Regions from separate parts of the Acanthopagrus latus genome. Here all the other regions are linked to region 1. A link is a contact called in public Hi-C data. All regions are on one chromosome and are shown on one strand. The core of a region is the stretch at or near the end of the contact, and the rest is flanking DNA. Distances in the headings are between cores, read along the strand shown.

Region 1 (3,565 bases), core at 303-2,802:
GAAACTGAACAGTGCTTGATTTTTATGGCATTGTTAAAGCGGTAATCATTGTGGCATTTGCCACTATGATTACTCTGTGAATTGGCCTCCCTTGGTTCGGCTGTCTTATAATTTGCAGACCCCTGGTTGAGAGCTGCTCTGTATTACACCAATTAGAGCGATGAGTCATACGTCACCGGCCACCGGAGAATTCAGCCTCCTCCACTTTGTGCTATAAATTTACCTCCGGCTCTGCCACTGTCAGGGTCCATTGTCACTCTGCCACTGACTGACAGCTGAAACTGTCAGCTGCCTGCTTCCTGGGGTCAGGGCGGTGCGGCGAAGAGTGAGAGCAGGTGAAGGATCAGGGTTCAGTCCGGCATTATATTACAAATGCACTCAATCACCTCCTTTAAACAAATTTTTCTTCTATTCCACGTGAGTCATGTGCAGTCTGAACATTTTGAGTACACTAAAGGATTTTCTTCCCCTTTGCCTCACTGCACAGCAAGTACAACAAAAAAACAAGACACGCATCTTGCTCTTTTGCAGCAATGTCAGGGCCTGGGCCCAACCCCCAAGGCTTAATTAGATTAATGGAAGAGATGGAGAGGATCTAATGACCTATCTCCCTGCATCACTGGACAGCCGAAAGATGGAGAGCCTCGAAAAAGTGCATCGGCACTCGCCTGCCTCCCTCCTGCAAGCCCCCCCTCCCCTCCTCTCCTGTGCCACAGACAAGTCAATGGTCCTTGAGAACGCTCAGAGATACATTACACGAAGCCCACGGCTGAGTCGAGCCCCGTCTGCGTCACCGTGGCATTTCGCCGGTCGTCCCCCAGCGTGACAAGAGGAATGGTACAGCAGAATATGGGCCGAGTGGGTGGGCGATGGTGGTGTAATTTTATTCTGAACGTCAAGCGAGTGCGTGAGTGTCTCACTGAGATAAGGGCTAAATGAGAACAGGGAAATATGCAAAGATAATGAAAATGACAATGGAGAGAGATTGATGAGTGAAAATAGCCTCGCTTATAGCTTCCTCTTATGTATATCATGCTGATTATGAAGTCAGCTCGATGTGTTCTTCATGTGAGGTGTAATGGTGTGTACAGGCACTGTAGGCTACTGCAAAGGTAAAAAAAACATATGCGGGCTTTTCAAACTTTGCTCAACTTTCCAGATTTTAAAGCCATTGTGTAGCCCATTTCTACAAGTGGTGTAAGGTGGAGCCATTTTAGGCATATACACAAGGACAAACATGCGCACAGTAATACAGGATCTAGATTCCACTTTTTAATGTTTTCAAAATCATCTACCATAAAACCTGAATGTTTCTAAGAGGAAACAAGCCTTCCAGACACCACTGCAATGAAGAAGAATATTAATATGCCCGTGTCCTCACCTGTAAGGATGCTAATTACTACTTAAAACATCCCAGAGGGCCCTGGGATTGGTGGTCCCTCTCTAAATTTGTAGAAGGCCTTGCAATTATTAAAGAATACTACAAAACCTGGTGCCTACATTACCCACAATGCATCTTTGCCAGTGGGTGACATCAGTTGAGGCAGTTTATCAGATTACATGCCGCTTCCTCTGGAGCCACAAAAGGTTTACACTTCAATATGTAAAAATGGTGGCGTTACCCTTTAAAATCCTAACAGTTTAACTAGCTGGATTAACTCTGATCTCTAACTTGACCATGTATTTTCCCCTCGGTATACCACATTATATCTCCCTCAGGGCACAGGCGTCATTCTGACAGTGTGACATCAGTGTGTTTATTAGTGTTTGACTGTAAGTGTAATGGTTAAAGCCGTCCTTGGGTGTCTCAGCCCTGCCTGTGGTCACCTATAAGCCTATTGGGATCTTATATGAGATGGTGATGGGCTTAGATGTCACTGGTGGTGGTGGGGGCTGTCCTCCGTGCAAGAGCATTAGTGGAGCTATAAGCAGTCATAGCAGTGGGATCTCTCAGCTCCTTAGGAGTCGGTACATTCTCTGCCAAGTCACTTGCAAACAGATGCACCTGTAGGTTTGTGGACATGTTCGGCAAGTTTAAGGGCCTTTTCAGTGGCCCGCAGCCACCGGCAGCTTCAGGGACCCCCAAAGCATCACCTGCCCCTGCCCCTGCCCCTGCCCCTGCCCCTGCCCCGGCCCCGGCTCCGGCTCCGGCTCCACCTCCTGCTCCAGCTCCAGCTCCAGCCAAGGTAAGATTTGTTTTGGAGCCAGAAAAAAACATGCTGTATACTCATTTTAAGATATTGTTATTCCAATCTCAAAGGGTTTTGGATTGTCCTGCGATGCTCTTACAAGTTTTCAAAACCTTCATATTGTTCATCAGCATGTGGCAGTAACAGCAGCCAAGACCGAAATCAAGCATGACCGCAGAAAATTAAAGCGCTGCATCCGGCCTGTAATACAGCGAGTTTGGTCACATTTGTTTCTTCCGAGATCACAGCAGAGGCTTCTTATCTGCTCCTCCATCCATTCAATTTGCTTAGCGCTCTTGCCAACAAAAAGAATCAAATGAAATTGTTTCATTACGCGGACCTCATTGAGATCACTCGTTACCCAACGGGCACGTTTGAGTTCTATTCATCTCCAACGGAGCCTGTTTTTAAAAGAGTCTATCATCAGGCAGGGGAGCCATTTGTCAAATGCTAAATTCAGTGTTATTAAAAAACATGCTCCCTAAATTAAAACGTCTCTCTGTAATGGCCGCGGTTTGACTAATGAAGCCAAGTGTCTGACTTTGTGGGAAATGTTGATTTGTGTTGCAGGAGGAGAAGCCAGCTAATAAGGAGAATGAGGCCAAGACGGTGGACAAGCCGCAGGGTAAGTCATCGCTCATTTGGGGAAACATTTAGAAGTGAAATTACTGGATGTCCCTTTGTGTTTGGCAGGGGTTTCTCTGTGATGACCGGCCTCTACCTCTGCTTAAAGCTCCAGTGTTCCAGACAGACAGAGTCGCAGCAAGTTGGGGAATATGTCATTTGTAGTTTTTCTCATGAAGCTTCAAATGGACGTAACAACCTTTGTGCGCATCTCTTAGGCGGAGATATTGATCAAGACGAAAATCATGTCATTAAGACAACAAAGAGGTGCATGAGTGACATAAACTGCCCGTTGACAGCTTATCGATATGAAGACTTCTAGGTCTGGACCACTTTTTCTTCAGCTTATTGTCCGTCCAGATGTCTTTGTGCCTGCTGTCTGAGGGTCAAAATTGAAATCCAGCCACCTGTTGATCACGTTGCTCTCGGTTCAGACAGCCGTCCTGCAGCAGGTTTAGGCCCGAGCACAATGAGCGGGTCATCCGTTGAAGACCTGTCACTTAATACAGCAGACTGTGCTTTCATTTAATGTCTCTGACAACCAGAGAGATTAGATGTAACTCCTGAACAATTGTGACATTGACATTGCGTCACATTGGCTTTAATCAGAAGCTGCAAATTGTTACATATAGCCTCTTTAGGAAACTGAAAGACACTTCCACCTATTTTAACAGCAACAATTAATTATCGAAAAAAATGTGAGTTACATGATGCAAATAAACAAAACAATTAAATGAATGAGAAATTTTAAA
Region 2 (3,565 bases), core at 431-2,930, 250 kb before region 1:
GGTATCTGTTATGTTTAGAAGTAAGAAATGTCACTTATGTGTGTAGGTTGTCGCTTTTGTGGACAGATTGTCTTTTTCTGTGCATTCCAGCAAAACAAACTGTTGACTGTCGAAATCTGTCAAAGGTGAAACACCTCGTTTCTTTGTTTCTTGACAGGTTGCAATGTTGAGAATGCGTGCTTCTACCTCGGCCTGTGTGCAGAGAGGACTGCTATAAACAAGGCTGTTTCTGAGGGTCACAGGAAATTTAAGGCTATTGCTGTTTCCAGGTACCATATGTATATATACGTGTTTTTAATTTGGGCTTAATGTGTTTGGTGATTGTGAAGATTCACACTTCGGATTTGAATTCTACTTTCACAGAGATGTCTTTAATAAAGCGGCATGCGTGTGACATTTGCTGCTGAGAGAGAGACCAGACTTTAATTCATCTGATTTCTCCCTGCAGTGATCTTGAGGACCGGGTGATCCCTCCTTGTGGAGCCTGCCGACAGGTCATCAGGGAGGTATTGCAGTTCCGCACATTATCCAGCATTTAAAAGCAATCATAAAACCGGTCTTATTTTTGTTTTATAGCAGAGCAATTTATTTTTCAATCTTTAAAATCTCATCGCTCTCCTCATAGTTTGGAGACATCCCCGTCTTCATGACCAAGGTGGATGGATCCTACACCATGATGACACTGGAGGAGCTGCTTCCTCTCTCATGGGGCGCTGAGTACCTGAAGAAACAGGAGACAGACTCCCTGAAGAGAAACTGAACAGGATTCAAGGATCTGATTGATTGATTTCACTCATAACTTCAGCGTTGTGTTTTCTCTCAATCCTGTTTTTTAAGCATTGTGTCTTCAAAAGTTGTATCAGACACTATGTTGGATTATTATACTCATAAAATAAATATATTCTAAACCTGATGATAGTGTAACCTTTCTCATTTCTTATCAAGAAAGAAAAGAAATAACATTTGCATGCTGACAAATAATGTGGGGGGATCATAGACTAGACTCTAGTACAACTGAATTGCCAGATCATTTAAACCAGTAAGAAACCATTCTTTCAAAAAAGAGGTTTTACACATATGTATGTGTATATACATACATACATACATACATACATACATACATACATACATACATATATATATATATATGTATATATATATATATATATATATATATATATATATATATATATATATATATACATATATATATATATATATATATATATATATATATAGAGAGAGAGAGAGAGAGAGAGAGAGTCATTTTTATTTCTATACATTAAAATTTCACCATTTAAACAAATGTTCACAGCATGATTGATGGTCATAATTCTGTGTTTTAAAACTATGTAGAACTCCTGTCAAGGGTGCAATCTGTATGAGACAATATACCAAATTCGTGGAAATTTGGACGTTAAAGCATTTGCATTTTTGTAAATATCAAATAAACTACCTTCTACGTATCATTCTTAAAAAGAGGGGGCACCCGGATTTGAACCGGGGACCTCTTGATCTGCAGTCAAATGCTCTACCACTGAGCTATACCCCCGTACAACAGTCAGTCAGCAGGTCCAATCTACAAAGCTAACTATGACCTGTGTTAATGTTGAGAAGTGTGAAAAGCCAGTCGGTGTCGTGACGTCCGAAGTGGTTAAAATCAACCCAACCACACACACAGTGATAGGATCTGTGCCACTGTGTCCTGTTTTTAAAAACCAAATTATAAACGTTACCGGCTTACGCCGGATGTGTCGTCATGAAAACGCGTCTCAACCGGATGTTGCAGTGTATCGAAAGGAAAGTGGAAAAAACGGAATCAATATGGTATGGAAGCGGTCTTTTCCCATTTATTATAATTTATCGTGCCCAAACCACAGTAGTTAGTGCGACATCGTTGCCTGCATTTAAACGCATATTCATTTCACGTACCTGTACATTTGTCTTTTGCCTTTGTGTCCTCGGAAATCCATTAGTCGCGAATTTGATTAGTCACTCGAGCTAATGCTAGTTAGCGCTTAGCCATGATGCTCCTTAACTTGCTCGCAGAGGGTTGAAGAGGTGGTTTGAGCTCTCTGCGTCTGTAAACGAAATGTCAGCAATTGTAAACGGTGGACGTGTGTGGTTTGTGTTTGTCACAGGACACTCGAGGACTCCGCTCTCAGCTCAAAGACAGTGTCCCTGTGGCAGGCTTATGTCCACACGGGGCTTACGGAGTGCAGGACTCTCTGCGTAGCGGGTAAGACACAATCAATAATCTGAATTTACTATATATGTAACCAATGAGATTTCTCAATGTCTGTTTCAGTGTTAATTGTCTTACTTTTAAGGGGGAACTATGGAGTTTCTCAGTAGAAATTCAAACTGAGACTTTTAATATTTACATTATTAAAGAGGTATTAATTATTTACAACAATCTCGTCTCAAAGGAAAATAAGGTCACCAGAACACTCCTTGGAGCTAGAAAGGTGGCAGGGTCCGCCACTTATAAACACAGTCAAACAGTATGAAACTCTGTTGTCTTTCAAGGCCAGTTGGTTTATTTAGTCACTAAAATAGTTTGTTCATTCTTTCTCCCAAACTATATAGTGCTCCTTCTTAACAAACATAGACTAATCAATCCATGTAGAAAATATATACCACTGCTTCCAAAGAAATTCCAGGACAAAAAGAAAAATAAATATGTTTAAGGTAATTCACAAATCATCATTATTTGCCTGAAAATTAATTGTTCAGGCAATGTTATAAACATATACACTACATACAGTATATACTGTGCAATGTTACAAATTAATAAAACTGCTAGATATTTGGTTTGAGAGTGACTATCTGCATAAGAGAGAGCAACATGTAGAAAGTATTTTTACAGACACAACCAATTAGCCTGAACATTTACTTGTAATGACTTGGTGTAGTTGGTGTGTGACAGCTGCCGTAACAGTTGGGTGTTTTTAAGTCCGAGTTTGTCTAATTGTTGACCTCAGACAGGCATGCATCATATTTAGCGCCTACTTGCTCTCTAAATTGGCCCTCAGTCATGAAAACTTTGGACAACCCCTGTCATAGATTTTTACAGATGTAAATGATGCTCCTTTTCACCTGCTTGTTGCATTTCTTCTCTCCCCAACCAGCTTTTCCAGTGTAAAGAATGAGCTCCTACCGAGCCACTCGCTGGAGCTGTCAGAAAAAAATGTGAGTAATCTGAATTGTAAGAGATGAGCTAAGTTCAAACATATTTGGTTGAAGCAGATCATTAGCCGAGACTCCGCTTAACCCCACCTAAATCAGAGTGGACAGCATGTGGATACGTGGAAATAATCCCTTTTTTGTCCCTGTTACTGTTTCTGTGGTTTGCAGTTCCAGCTGAACAAGGACAAGATGAATTTCTCTACTCTCAGAAACATTCAGGGTCTTCATGCTCCCCTCAAACTGCAGATGGAGTACAGGGCAGCTAGACAGGTAACTGCATGTCTTTCTAAGCCAAATCCCCACACCTAAGAACCATTCTCACCCTTTTCACTTGTGTTCAACATCTTCATTTTGAAGTCGTTTTCTCTGTTGTAAC
Region 3 (3,565 bases), core at 723-3,222, 180 kb before region 1:
AGTGCCAACTAATGGCTGTGTGAGTCAGCAGACCTCAGAGCGCTTCACAGTCCATAACCTTTTCAACCCTCGATGAACCGTGTCTCAAGCCCCCGGGCGTCAGACTGTGTCTCTCACTTACTCCAGTGAATCTTTCTTTTTATTAATAGCCCTGCCATGAATTACTGTGAGCATGATCATGTGCGCTTTTGACATTATAGTGTGACAGTGTGTCCCGCAGCGAAAAATGAGACTCGCAGGTGACTCAGGGGTCAAAGCGATCGCTGCGATAAACAGTTGCGGTCCCGACCGCGGCGCTGCGGATGCTCTTCAAAAACTTCAAACGGGAGTTTTCCATTCAGTGCGATCGGTGAGAATTCCTCGGAGGAAAGCGGTGAGGCGCGTGCAAATTGAAACCTCATCAATGGGCTAATGGTGCGGCTCACCTAACTCTCATTTGGCACGCGCACTCATTCACACACAAATCATTGATGGGGCTCTTAAGATCTCACCCTTCTCTATTATCTGGGATTACAGAGAAAGCTTTTTTTTTAGTAGATTCAGGATTTGTGTGTATTATCAGTGAGCCATAAGTCAATGAATCATGTATTGCTCTTTACACAGGCAACATAACTTACGTAACATATCTTAATACCAGTGTGTGAGACGTACAACTGAAAGATTATGCTCTGTACATGTAAAGATGATAAGACCTCGGTGCCCTGAACGCATCATTTATTCTACGGTAAGTGCAGTGACCACGGACGGCATCATCGTCATCTGCTGCAAACAGCGCTGACACCCGGATGACCCTTCAGGGTACCATGGAAGACTCACTCCCAGCACACTGAGGGCTGAAAGAGGCACTGGGCCTTTCAGTGCCCTCTAGTGGCGCTGATGGACTCCTGAAATAAAACAACAGTAAATAAAAAACCCCACACACAGGGCAGGAAAACAGTGACACTACATGCAGCTGTGCGTTGGAGGACAGAAAGAAGAACAATAGCAATTCAAAAACATCAGAAACTCACAAGGGACAACATAAGGCATCGTTATTCTTCGTTCTTATGTAGCTAGTTTGATTTATAGTGTTTTTTTATGCAACTTATTGAGGCATTAATGTCAATGAAAGGGTAATTTAACTTAATTAAACCAATGCTTCAGCAATTACACTAATTTTCAGTTGATAAATATACCACTAATAAGCCATATGTTAGTCTTGTAAAACCCTTAACATGTAATGTGTTTAATGGGGACAGCAAATAACAGCAAAAGCATTAGCTCCGCTCAGCTCATATCTCTACCTGTATGGTCACAAGCTTTCTTTGGATTCTGGTAAAGTGAGCGCGTCCTGTTTCCAAAAGAAGAGTCGCACAATGTCATGATGAAGAGTTTAGTTACAAGACCAAGTAGGCTATAATGAACGGACTGGGGGGGGATTAAAACAGCAAGCCCGAAGCTCATGAAAAACAGCTCACCCGTGGCTGTGAGTGCTGAGGACTGTGTTTGTAGCAGGATCTGCATCGGGGCGCGGGATTTTGGGAAGGGAGGGGGGGTGCTCGTGCCAGCGCGCACATGCGCACTCGGTGGGAAACAACGGTTGAAAACGGGCAGCTATGCCGCGCGGCGCAGAAAACGAGCCGGACGCGTCCGCTTGGAACAACGGCCGGTGTAGCGGAGGACTCACCCGGGGACTGCGGGACCGGGAGGCTGCTGACAGGCACTAACGGCGACTCTTTCCCCGGGGATAACCTCCCTCCTGAGAGCGGCGGGGCGAGCGGTCGACGAATCCGCTCCTTCTCCCCCTCTCCTCTCCTCTCCTGTCCTCTCCTCCTGCTCTCCTCTCCTCTGCCTTCGGCTCCGCCAGAGAGACACGCACCGAGACAGCCGGCTATGTCGCTGCTAAACGTGTAGGATTTATCCCCGTTGTCCGTCTGTTCGTGCCGACTGTAAATAAAACTGAGACGCTAAGCGACCACGGCGGGGTTCACTATGGTTCTGTCGGCGCTCCGAAGGAGGAGATGTCTCAGTAGCTGCTGTATGGGGACGTTATGCTTGCAGTTGTTGCTGTGGATTTTATGCGCCGTGAACGGAGAGGAGCAGCCGTTCAGCGTGGAGGTAAGAGCCGGGACCGTTATTTGTTGTCCCCCCTCTTTTACTGCTAATATCCTATCTCGTCTTCCTTCAGGAGAATAATGTGCCTCAGCCACATTGCAGCCCATGTTGTGGCCCCGTGGTGTGATGTTTTAACCAACAACAGGGTCTTTGTTGGGCTGGGAGATGCCCAGCTGGGTCGCACCTCCATCCCTCCTTTTTCCTCCACTTTTTGAATTCTCTCTGGAGGAATCTCTTTCTCTTCCCACCACTGGCTTGTGTTTGTTTGTGTGTTCTAAAAACCGACCAACATTTAAGCTAAGAAAAACAAGGAGTTGCTTATTTTCACTATAATTTGATTTACAAAATAAATAGATAAATAAATAAATAAGAAAATGTCCCTAGTAGACATCAGCGAGAACTGGTTTAATTTTAGTCAACTGTAATGCTGTTATCTCCCCCCCTTGCAAAAGCCCACATGCCCGTGTAATTCAATACAAAGTCAACAGAGAAATCATCTGTCAGTGGGGCAAACACTTGGGCAGGTCTCTGTGTCTCAGGGAGTTTTTAAGACCGAACATGAGAGCCTCCACTACAGAGCGTTCAGATAGTATCACTTGGTGCCTTTTTCTTATATGAAATGCAGCACATGCTCTGAGGCTAAACTCTCCAGAAAGAGATCTGATGGGTTCACAAGCAACAATGTGGGCAGTGAGATGAGATTTTAACTAAGGGAGGAAAAAAAGGTTTTCTTTTCAAAGGGAGCTTTTATTCCCATCTGATATCTCGACTTAATGGATTGTTAAAAGCCTTCAGGCTACAAGTGTTGCGCCAATAAACTTTAACACTCAATCAGCCTTTAAAGAGAATCGATGTTTATTCCCTTTGACTTTTCTTCCTGTCAAGAGCTAATGCGAGCGGACCCTAATTTGCGTTTTTTTTTCTTTTTTTTTTTTATATCAAGGGCACATCCGTCCACTTTACGCCCTTTTATTATTTTCGACAGCAAAGATGCTGTTGAGCCACAGTTGATTGGGCTATCATAAAGTGTGACACTGCCAGCCCCCTCGCCTGTCTCTCACACTTGGCTGAACACACACACACACACACAAAACACACAACACAGGAACATCCTGGCATGTCTACTGACAGTCATTTAAGTCCTACATCCACATTTCCACATGATTTGCAAGCTTGGCATGCCGCGCTGTTCCCTTTGGAGAGGCAGGGAGCAGATTCAGTCCAGATGCTACAGGTTATTCAGTTAGAATGTGCAGGCTCACATGACGGAAAGAGGAAGAAAGTTAGAGAAAAAAAAAAAAAGGTTTGTCTTGCGCGCTGTCTTGACTATGGTCTCTTAACTCTGGGCCAAATAGACGTCAACTGACCCAAGCTTTTCAACGAGATCTAGCCATAATTAAAAATCTAAATTCAAGCGATTGTTGATAACGTCCGGCATATAATCGCAGTCATATTTCACATTCCCCCTCTC

The links. Hi-C and Micro-C count contacts between places; a contact is called where the count stands out from the background.
Region 2: a Hi-C map of muscle shows a contact between it and region 1, with 5 times the contacts expected there. The contact joins the promoter of LOC119009006 here to the promoter of LOC119008686 in region 1. A contact is called at or near these places in 4 of 4 Hi-C or Micro-C datasets (liver and muscle).
Region 3: a Hi-C map of muscle shows a contact between it and region 1, with 3 times the contacts expected there. The contact joins the promoter of LOC119008904 here to the promoter of LOC119008686 in region 1. A contact is called at or near these places in 3 of 4 Hi-C or Micro-C datasets (liver and muscle).

Annotation. Positions count from the first base shown.
Region 1 is chr19:8,870,732-8,874,296 of fAcaLat1.1, reverse strand. It overlaps LOC119008686 (cyclic nucleotide-gated cation channel beta-3-like), which reads left to right and starts at 1,552. Exons shown (of 17, transcript XM_037079281.1): 1 at 1,552-2,186; 2 at 2,760-2,814. The coding sequence starts at 2,022.
Region 2 is chr19:9,117,607-9,121,171 of fAcaLat1.1, reverse strand. It overlaps LOC119009006 (proteasome maturation protein), which reads left to right and starts at 1,680. Exons shown (of 6, transcript XM_037079850.1): 1 at 1,680-1,827; 2 at 2,142-2,239; 3 at 3,132-3,192; 4 at 3,358-3,459. The coding sequence starts at 1,750. LOC119009007 (cytidine deaminase-like) reads left to right here. Exons shown (of 5, transcript XM_037079851.1): 3 at 158-269; 4 at 449-506; 5 at 626-885. The coding sequence ends at 760. trnac-gca (a tRNA gene) reads right to left here and starts at 1,552; the gene lies at 1,481-1,552. LOC119009008 (a long non-coding RNA gene) reads right to left here and starts at 2,134. Exons shown (of 2, transcript XR_005071603.1): 1 at 1,933-2,134; 2 at 554-721.
Region 3 is chr19:9,047,092-9,050,656 of fAcaLat1.1, reverse strand. LOC119008904 (matrix metalloproteinase-16-like) reads left to right here and starts at 1,972. Exons shown (of 11, transcript XM_037079631.1): 1 at 1,972-2,097. The coding sequence starts at 1,972.